Regions from separate parts of the Ovis aries genome. Here regions 1 and 2 are each linked to region 3. Evidence: chromatin contacts called from public Hi-C data. All regions are on one chromosome and are shown on one strand. Each heading gives the region's core, a stretch centred on a gene start, on an enhancer-like site or on the middle of the called end of the contact. The rest is flanking DNA. Distances are from core to core; before and after follow the strand shown.

The links. A called contact is a pair of places that touch in the nucleus more often than the background predicts.
Region 1: a contact with region 3 is called in a Hi-C map of muscle, with 4 times the contacts expected there. The contact joins the promoter of KLF6 here to the enhancer-like site in region 3. A contact is called at or near these places in 4 of 16 Hi-C or Micro-C datasets (muscle, skin fibroblasts and tail adipose tissue).
Region 2: a Hi-C map of skin fibroblasts shows a contact between it and region 3, with 4 times the contacts expected there. The contact joins two enhancer-like sites. A contact is called at or near these places in 4 of 16 Hi-C or Micro-C datasets (liver, omental adipose tissue, skin fibroblasts and 1 more).

The regions. Positions count from the first base shown.
Region 1 is chr13:44,181,077-44,183,776 of ARS-UI_Ramb_v3.0, reverse strand. It overlaps KLF6 (KLF transcription factor 6), which reads right to left and starts at 1,404. Exons shown (of 4, transcript XM_012188639.4): 1 at 1,094-1,404. The coding sequence starts at 1,297.
Region 2 is chr13:44,129,597-44,132,296 of ARS-UI_Ramb_v3.0, reverse strand. The region is part of intron 1 of LOC106991526 (a long non-coding RNA gene); the gene reads left to right. Among named protein-coding and RNA genes, the nearest start is that of KLF6, 51 kb to the left of the region's middle. Within about 2 kb of position 1,321, at least 27 of the 54 cell types and tissues checked have an H3K27ac peak or open chromatin away from gene starts, as enhancers often do.
Region 3 is chr13:43,584,929-43,587,628 of ARS-UI_Ramb_v3.0, reverse strand. All of the region lies in intron 1 of LOC105611101 (a long non-coding RNA gene), which reads right to left. Among named protein-coding and RNA genes, the nearest start is that of AKR1E2, 99 kb to the right of the region's middle. Within about 2 kb of position 1,353, at least 12 of the 54 cell types and tissues checked have an H3K27ac peak or open chromatin away from gene starts, as enhancers often do. A contact at or near this core is called in muscle, where this site is marked.

The DNA.
Region 1 (2,700 bases), core at 155-2,654, 600 kb before region 3:
GGAAGGGAGGGCTGTGAACAATGAGGCAGGCATGTGAAGGTTGTTCCACTTTGTATTTCATCCCCCTTAAAAGCCTTCTAAGCTTTGAAACCCACAGAATATATGCGATCTGCTAATTCACTTTGTGACAAAAAGCAAACAGCCTAGTAGGGCAGAGACAACCCCAAAACCCTCCTATCTTTTAAAGACAATGGGACAAGTGTCAGAATCTCTCTCCTTTCAGGCAATCCTAATGCAGGAGAAGGGGGAAAAATTGAGTTTTTCAAATGTCCAATGCCCCAAATTCCAATTCCACTAAAAAATGCCGCAAACAGACTCCTCTTCCCAAACTGAGACTAGAAGCAATTCGGACAGGCTCATTGTCATATGACTGATAAGTCACTGGTTGTGCAAACATTGGTCCCCCCCCCTTTTTTTTTTCTGGTCAACAAAAGAAGCAGGTAAGAAAAACAAGGCAGATGGAGGCAAATCTTAAGGATTCCCAAGGTAAAGAAACTAAAAATGGCCTGGTAGAGAAAAGGAGCTTGTGGGTGTTTCGCTGGTGAAATTCTTAAGTAAAAAAAAGAAAGAAAGAAAAACCTGTATGTACAAACACCAAAAAAGCAAAACGAAAACAAAATCCCTAAAAAAAAAAAAAAAAAAGAAGAAGAAGAAGAAGAAAAAATAGCCTTGGCAGTACATGCGGGTTCATATGACCAGGTCCAGCTGTGGAGAGCCTGGAGCTGGAACAAGCACCAAACTTCTGCCAAGGGCTGGGGCCGAGATCAGGCCGCGGAGCTGGGTCTACGCTCGGGAGACGGTTCAGCAGCCCCAGAAAACAGCAAGAACACGGGGAGCGCCCGGCGCCGCTGCGCCCCACTCAGATGACAACTCCGCTCCACGCTCTGAAAGGCCCCTTTAAAGTGCCTTCTGCGCCGGAGGCAAAAGTACGTTTTAACAATAATTATTTTAATTTTTTTTTAAAAATTTACCCAAACCATTAAAAAAAGAAGAAAAAGAACTGCACCTCCAAGCTCACACCGTCCTGCGGGTGCATGCACGCACTCCATGCTCGGCGCACCGGGACACCTGGCTCACGAAAATCCTTATTTACCTGTTGCCAATATTCCTCCAGGGAGGGCAGCGCCGAGAAGTAACCAGTCTCGTGCACAATCTGGAGTTCCTGGAAGATGCTGCACATTGGGAGCACATCCATGTCGGGTTGGAAGAGACCGTCCCCGCTGCTGTAAAAACAGGGAGGCGTGCAGTCTGCAGTCGGGAGCGCGGCGGCCGTGCCTGCAGCGCCGGGGAAGTTCATGCAAACTCAAGTGGGCAGCGATTAGGCGCCACGGGTTCGGGTCCTGGCCGGAGCCCGGAGACGCGCTCGCGAGCCCGCACAATATTTGCAAACACCGGACTGACTGCAAACGTAACCCCTGCAAAACTTCCCTATTCAAAGCTCCGCTGCCAGCCTCCCCTCCTCCCCGCCCAGCTCCCCCCGCCGCCGCCTCCCCACGTGACTCGCCCGCGCCCGCCCCGCGCGCCGCCCAATCACGCCGCTCCCGGCCCGGGGGCTGCGCGGCGATGATGTCAGCTCCGGCCAATCGCGGGCGGCGGCTCACCGCGGCCCCGCCTGGCGTGACCGAGCCTCTCCATCACCGCCTTCGCCATTGGCAGAATTCGAACTTCGGCCGGTTCTGATTGGGAGGCGGTTTCGCAGGCTATTTTTAGCAGGGTATATAAGGCGCGGGCTGTCTCGCGCCGGAGGAGTCGGAGCTGGGAGGTGCGCGGCCGAGAGGCTGCGTGCGCCGCGGCCGGTCGGGCCGAGGGGACCCGGTGTCCCTGCCCTTCTCGTCCCGGTCTCGGTCCTGGCCCCGGTCTTCCCGTCCTCGTCCCCGAAGCCCTCGTCCCCGAAGCCCTCGTCCCCGAAGCCCTGGTCCCCGTCCGTCGGGCTCATCGCCCGGGCCCGGCCTTGGTTTCCCCGTCGTCGTGTCCCCGTCCTTGTCCCCTCAGCCCTGGTCCACGTTCGTCGGGTCTGTCGCCCGGGCCCTGGTCCCCTGACCCTCCGCCGAGCTGAGGGGAGCGCGGCTGGGTCTCCTCTGTCCCTCGCTCCGACCTCGGGCTGGCCGGCCGTTCTCTATCCCCCTCCGTCCTTCCACCCTCTCGGTGCCCCCTCCTGCCCAGCTGTAGATTCCCGTCTCCATCCCCGTCTGTCACCCTCTTTCCCCCCTCCTTTTCGCTCCATTATCCCTCTGTACCTGCCCCGTTTCCATCTGCACCCACCACCCGCGCTGTGTCCCCCTCCCTCCCCGTTCCATCCCCCTCTGTCCCCAGGTGGCACCTGTGACCCCGGAGTGGGGGGCTGACCAGCCCTGCAGGTGTGCTGAGGGACAGGAGGGCCCTAGTCGCAGGGCTGTGTTGTATATGAATCTGAGTTTCCCCCTTCAGCCTCCCTCACAAGGACAGGGCACTTACCTGGGGGACCACGGCGGTGCCACATCCTCACCCCCGCTGCCTGCCTAACCTGCAGGAGCAGAGTAGCCTGGAAGACCCAAGTTGGATCTCCTGGCTCTTGAGGGGGTTATGTGCACTCTTGATTCTCCCGAACACATTTTTATTTTTAAAAAGAGGGCATCTTGTTGGGGCAGGTGGGGTTATAAATAGAGGGAGCCTATAACCAATCTTAGTAGGGTCCCCCATCCACACCAGCTGTGTATATTT
Region 2 (2,700 bases), core at 72-2,571, 540 kb before region 3:
TGGTCACAGACATCAGGAGCTCGGGACACTCACCCTCGAGATACAGAGGAAGAACCTCAGAGATGGCTCAGGATGTCCTCTGATAGTGGGCAGTGCTATCTTATTACAATTCTGGACTTCCTTGTGAGCATCTGACAAAGCTTCTATATTTTCTTAAGACACAAACAGGCAATGCTGGAAAAAAGAAGAAAAAAGGGAAGTTAAACAATGCTTGGCTAAGTGTGAAAGAAACATAACTTTTCCACGTGATACCAAACCCATCCTAATGCAACACCCCTTTCTCTGCTGTTCTCTCATTTTCTAAATAAAGCCACCCTGAGGAAGTAGTGGTGTCATCAGCTTAATTAAAAATACTTCCTTCATCTTGGCTGTCCAGTGACTTGTACACATTCTTCTTGGCTGACTTTTACCAGAATGAGTGATCCAGCTTCTTCGAAGAGGTTGCTGCCAGCATTACAACAGCGAATGGATGTAGGACCCCTCTCACTCTTGCTCTTCAGGGACCGCTAGTGTAATGAGGTAAACAGTGATCTCATTTTTGGTCATTGCAGTTTTGCTGACATTGTAATAAAAGACATGAGGTAGTCGTCAATTTACTTCTTTTGTTTGTTTTAGCTTTTGTGTTTTTTGTCTCAAGGAGCCACCTCTGAGGAAACGTGAAGCTTTTTTTTTTTTTTTTCTGTCTAATTTTTGTCACCATGAAAGAAATTCCTGCTCTTTAAAGAAATGGGAAAGAATAGAAGACAAGAAGTTACTGATCATCCTCACCATTCACATACAACCACTGTTCGCACATTCCTTGACATTGAAGCACATTTAGGAAGTCTCTATATATGAAGTTTGTAGGTACCCAGTGACTGGAAATGAGAAAGTACCTCAGTCTGTACTGGAAACTCGACATTCTTGAATGGTTACTTAAGCCTGAAATATTTCAATTGAGTTAAACTTTGACCAACCAGGTGACTAGTTTATAGGTCTTGAAACCTTGTGGACGGCTGTGTATCAGCAAAGACCACACACCCAGAATTCCTGGGCCATGTCTGGTGTTTTCTCTCCCTAAGTATTTCAGATGCATTCTCATCTGAAAGCTTTGCGTCTTACTCAACAACCTCTATCTAAACTATGTTAAAGATACATAGAAAAGAGGTGACATCAGGGAGGTGGTTTATTCTTTTAGCCTTGTGTACAGCTAAAGTTGCGGAGCGGTAATGAGTCATGCTGTCTTGTGACCAGCCAGGCACTGTTCCAATCAGAGGGACTGTTAAGATCTCTGACAACAGAACCTGTCATTGTTTGAAGAGCAGATTTCCACAGTGACCTGTACGCTTGGTGATCCAGGCTTCTGTGAGTAACAAAATGCATTCCCATCCCTGATGAATGGCAGAGTGCTAGTGATGAGGTAGCACTTAGTAAAGCTGACTCATTTCCTCATTTACAGATGAAAGGGATTGTCCAAGAAACAACAATCCCCCAGGTAAGTCATGATTCCTTCAGGTAATATGTGGCGAGTTTTTTCAAAGCAAAACTGACCTGTAACACTGTCTTGTCAGCAACGAGGACAATGAAAAAGCAAATTTCTTTATGAAATAATGTCAAAAGTCAGGTCCATTTTTATCCTTGCTACTGCTAAGTCGCTTCAGTCGTGTCTGACTCTGTGAGACCCCATAGATGGCAGCCCGCCAGGCTCCCCCGTTCCTGGGATTCTCCAGGCAAGAACACTGGAGTGGATTGCAATTTCCTTCTTCAATGCATGAAATTGAAAAGTGAAAGTGAAGTCGCTCAGTTGTGTCCAACTCTTCGAGATCCCATGGACTGCAGCCCACCAGGCTCTTCCATCCATGGGATTTTCCAGGCAAGAGTACTGGAGTGGGGTGCTGTTGCCTTCTCCGATTTTTATCCTTAACCATTGCTGATTTCAGATGCTACTCATAAGAAAGAATTCCTGTGGCGGAATCAGGAGTAAAGACGATGGAAATTTTCCCATCAACTGAAATGTAGAATCAACATCAACTTTCCTTTTTATTTTCCACCAGACATGTTTGCTGGTGACATTACAGCTGTTACTCTGGACATCTGGGGGACATCTGTGTGGGAAGTGTGGGGTACCCCCTCCATATTGATGGACAGTCTAGATTCACGGGGCTGGGGGATTTCTAGCCAAGGTGGGTGGACTTGAACTGACTCAGAGGCCACTGACATCTTGGGAAAGCACTCCTTCTCCTTGACTGGCTGTCTTTAGCTCTTTTATCTGTTTTACAATCAGGCTGCCTTTACAAACACATTCCTCCAAGCCTGTTTGGAGTATATTTATTTTTTAACATCCGAGAACCTTGTTGGGAGAAAAACATTAGATCAACACAATCCTCTGAATATCACCCAAAGTCGTAGCTCATTTCTTAGGTTAAATTTTACGAGGACTTTTTTTTTTTTAAGTATAAACTAATAAAGTATAAATTAAAGTATAATTGATTTGCAATGTTTCAGGTGCACTGCAGATTGATTCAGTTATACATCTGTCTATCTAGTCATCGGCTACTTGTCCCCATTCTTTTCCATTACAGCCTGTTACGAGATACCGAATCCAGTTCTCTGCCCTATACAGGAGGTCCTTGTTGTTTACCTGTTCTGTATGTACTAGTGTGTGTCTGTTAATGCCATGTGGACTTTGCAGCAGTGGAAACAGGCTCGTCTAACTAGGAT
Region 3 (2,700 bases), core at 104-2,603:
TTTCTTAGCGTACATAAAAGTTATGGAGAAAAACACCACTTTGTTGCCATGACTGGCATTTCAGGCAGAGGCTAGAACATTGGCAGAGTCCACCTTGTTTAACATTCGTCCACGAGTCAGATGGTAGTAGGATTTCACTAAATATTTATTAAGGGAAAGAGTCAGTTTAGCTGATCTAATTTCTGACTGTTGACTCCTGGCAGTCTAAACAATTATATTAGTCAAGCTTTCCTAGTTACCCAATAGGGAACAAAAAAAAAATAAAAAATATTTCAAGTAAAACCTGAAGGAAACATGTCTTCAAGAGGGTAGAATATCCAAGACAGACATTTCTAAGGCACAAAATTCATACAAGAGTAGTGAACATCACACCAGAGCTCGCAGACAATAGAGTGTGTTAAGATTTTGACATTCTCAAGCAACTTGAGGCTTTTTGCAACAAATATAATAGAACGTGAGTTTGTAATGAACTGGTGCCTGGGTCTCTGTGACCCAGACGTGCTGAAAAAAAGAAAAGGGAAATACATCTTCTTTTTCCTTCATGTAACCTGAGGCCACTACAGTATTGAACTCCTTTGGTTGAGTGCTTAGCCTGGTATATTTTGTAAGGAATTTTATCTGTTGGCCACCCAGACACAGATTAGATGAGAAAGGAAACAAAATGTAATTGAGTATTTCAGAGCAATCTGTATTTTTGAAAACTGTATGTGTGTGAATGAATATGATATATACAATATGATATAAATAGGATATATAAAATGTAATTTGATATGTTATTGTATGTATTATGTACATAAGCTTCCCTGGTGACTTAGACGGTAAAGAATCTGCTTGCAATGAAGGAGACCCAGGTTCGATCCCTGGGTCAGGAAGATTCCCTGGAGAAGGAAATGGCAACCCACTCCAGTATTCTTGCCTGGAGAATTCCATGGACAGAGGAGCCTGGTGGTATACAGTCCACGGGGTTGCAAAGAGTTGGACACAACTGAGCAACTAACACTTTCATTTCACTTTCTTTCACTTCATTATGTACATACTATAATTTTGCATATGTGCACATATACACACACACAAGTATACAGGCAACTAATACAATATTATCAGAATATTTATTCTTTGACGATGGAAATTTCAGTGGTCATTTTTGGTTTTGTTTCTATTTTTGTACCTTAGATATTTTTCAAATTTTGTTTGGAGAACTTGTATTACCTTCACCAAGATAAAAAGTTATTTGTTTCAAGGCTGGGAAGAGAACAGACAAGAAATCTTCACCTAAAAACTCTGTGTGGTAAGCAGTCTGAAGTCAAAGTTCCTGGCCTCAGAGCAGCAGAGCTGGCAAAACAGAATTGTGGACACCTCTGCCCCCTACTGTTCACCTTCAGTAAGTACCTGGTGATCCTTCATCCGCTCTTAGTAGGAATCTCCAAGGAGATTGTTTACAAAATCACAAAATCCTGTGGTCCTTCCTCTCCTCAGAGATCCCCAGCCTGGTGACCTTCAGACTGCACTGAGAAATGTGTTCTCAGATAAAGAATACCGTGACCACAGATAGAGAAACCAGGAAAAATATGGATGTCACATGTAGGGACACACAGAGAACCTAAGCTTCTTTCGGTTTTTTAAAAACATACTAGTATATAGTACAATGTGCATTGGAAGATTATACATTAATATAGAATATATTTTAAAATATATTAGTCTATATAGTGAGTGTACACTATTAATATTAACAATGTTACATTGTATGTGTTAAAACACTATATGTATTAATAATATTAATGTTACATGTGTACTTTTATATTGCATATGTACTTTACTACACTTGTATATATCTTATTTTTCCTAGTACTATGCTTTTTAAATGCATGTCTATGTTTGTGTATATATTTATATACATGTAGTTTTCTATATGAAGAGTACACAGTATGTATATATATATGTGTGTATGTGGTGGCTCAGACTGTAAAGAATCCACCTGCCAATACAGGAGCTGCAGGAGATGGGGGGGTTCAACCCCTAGGTTGGGAAAATCCCCTGGAGAAGGGAATGGCTACCCGCTTCACTGTTCTTGCCTGGAGAGCCCCATGGACAGAGGAGCCTGGTGGGCTACAGTCCATTCGGTCACAAAGAGCTGGACATGCAGAATAGACACAGCACTCACACACACACATACTTTTACAAATGATTTTGCATTTGTCAGTGTTTTATTTTAATGAAGAGCGCAAAGTGTGACTAACATCTGCATTTTAATTCTACAGCTGGTAAAAGCATTTCTTCCTTTGGAAGTTATTCGAAGTCCCAATTTGCTTCAGAAGTTGGCACATCTGAGTTTCTTTTGGCTGTTATTATTTACGAAATTCAGCATTTTCCCAGAGCCAGCTTTGATATAATAAAGCCCTCAGATCTCCAGTCTCACAACCAATTTATTTACAGTCAGTAAAAGACACTGAGGCCCAATGCCTTTCTTAGACATGCTTTCAATAGCACCCATAGAATTCAGTTACATGTGCTGGTCTGAAGGAAAAATGTGGGCAATGTGATAAACACAGCCTTGCCTTGGCCATAACCAAATTAAAATATCTGCCTCAACAGTGGTAGTTAGGGAACCAAATAGACTGAAAAGAAAACAAGGGAAAAAATTTAATTTGAAAGCAAACAGGCTTACACAGTATTTCCTGATGGCAGATTCTGAACCATGAG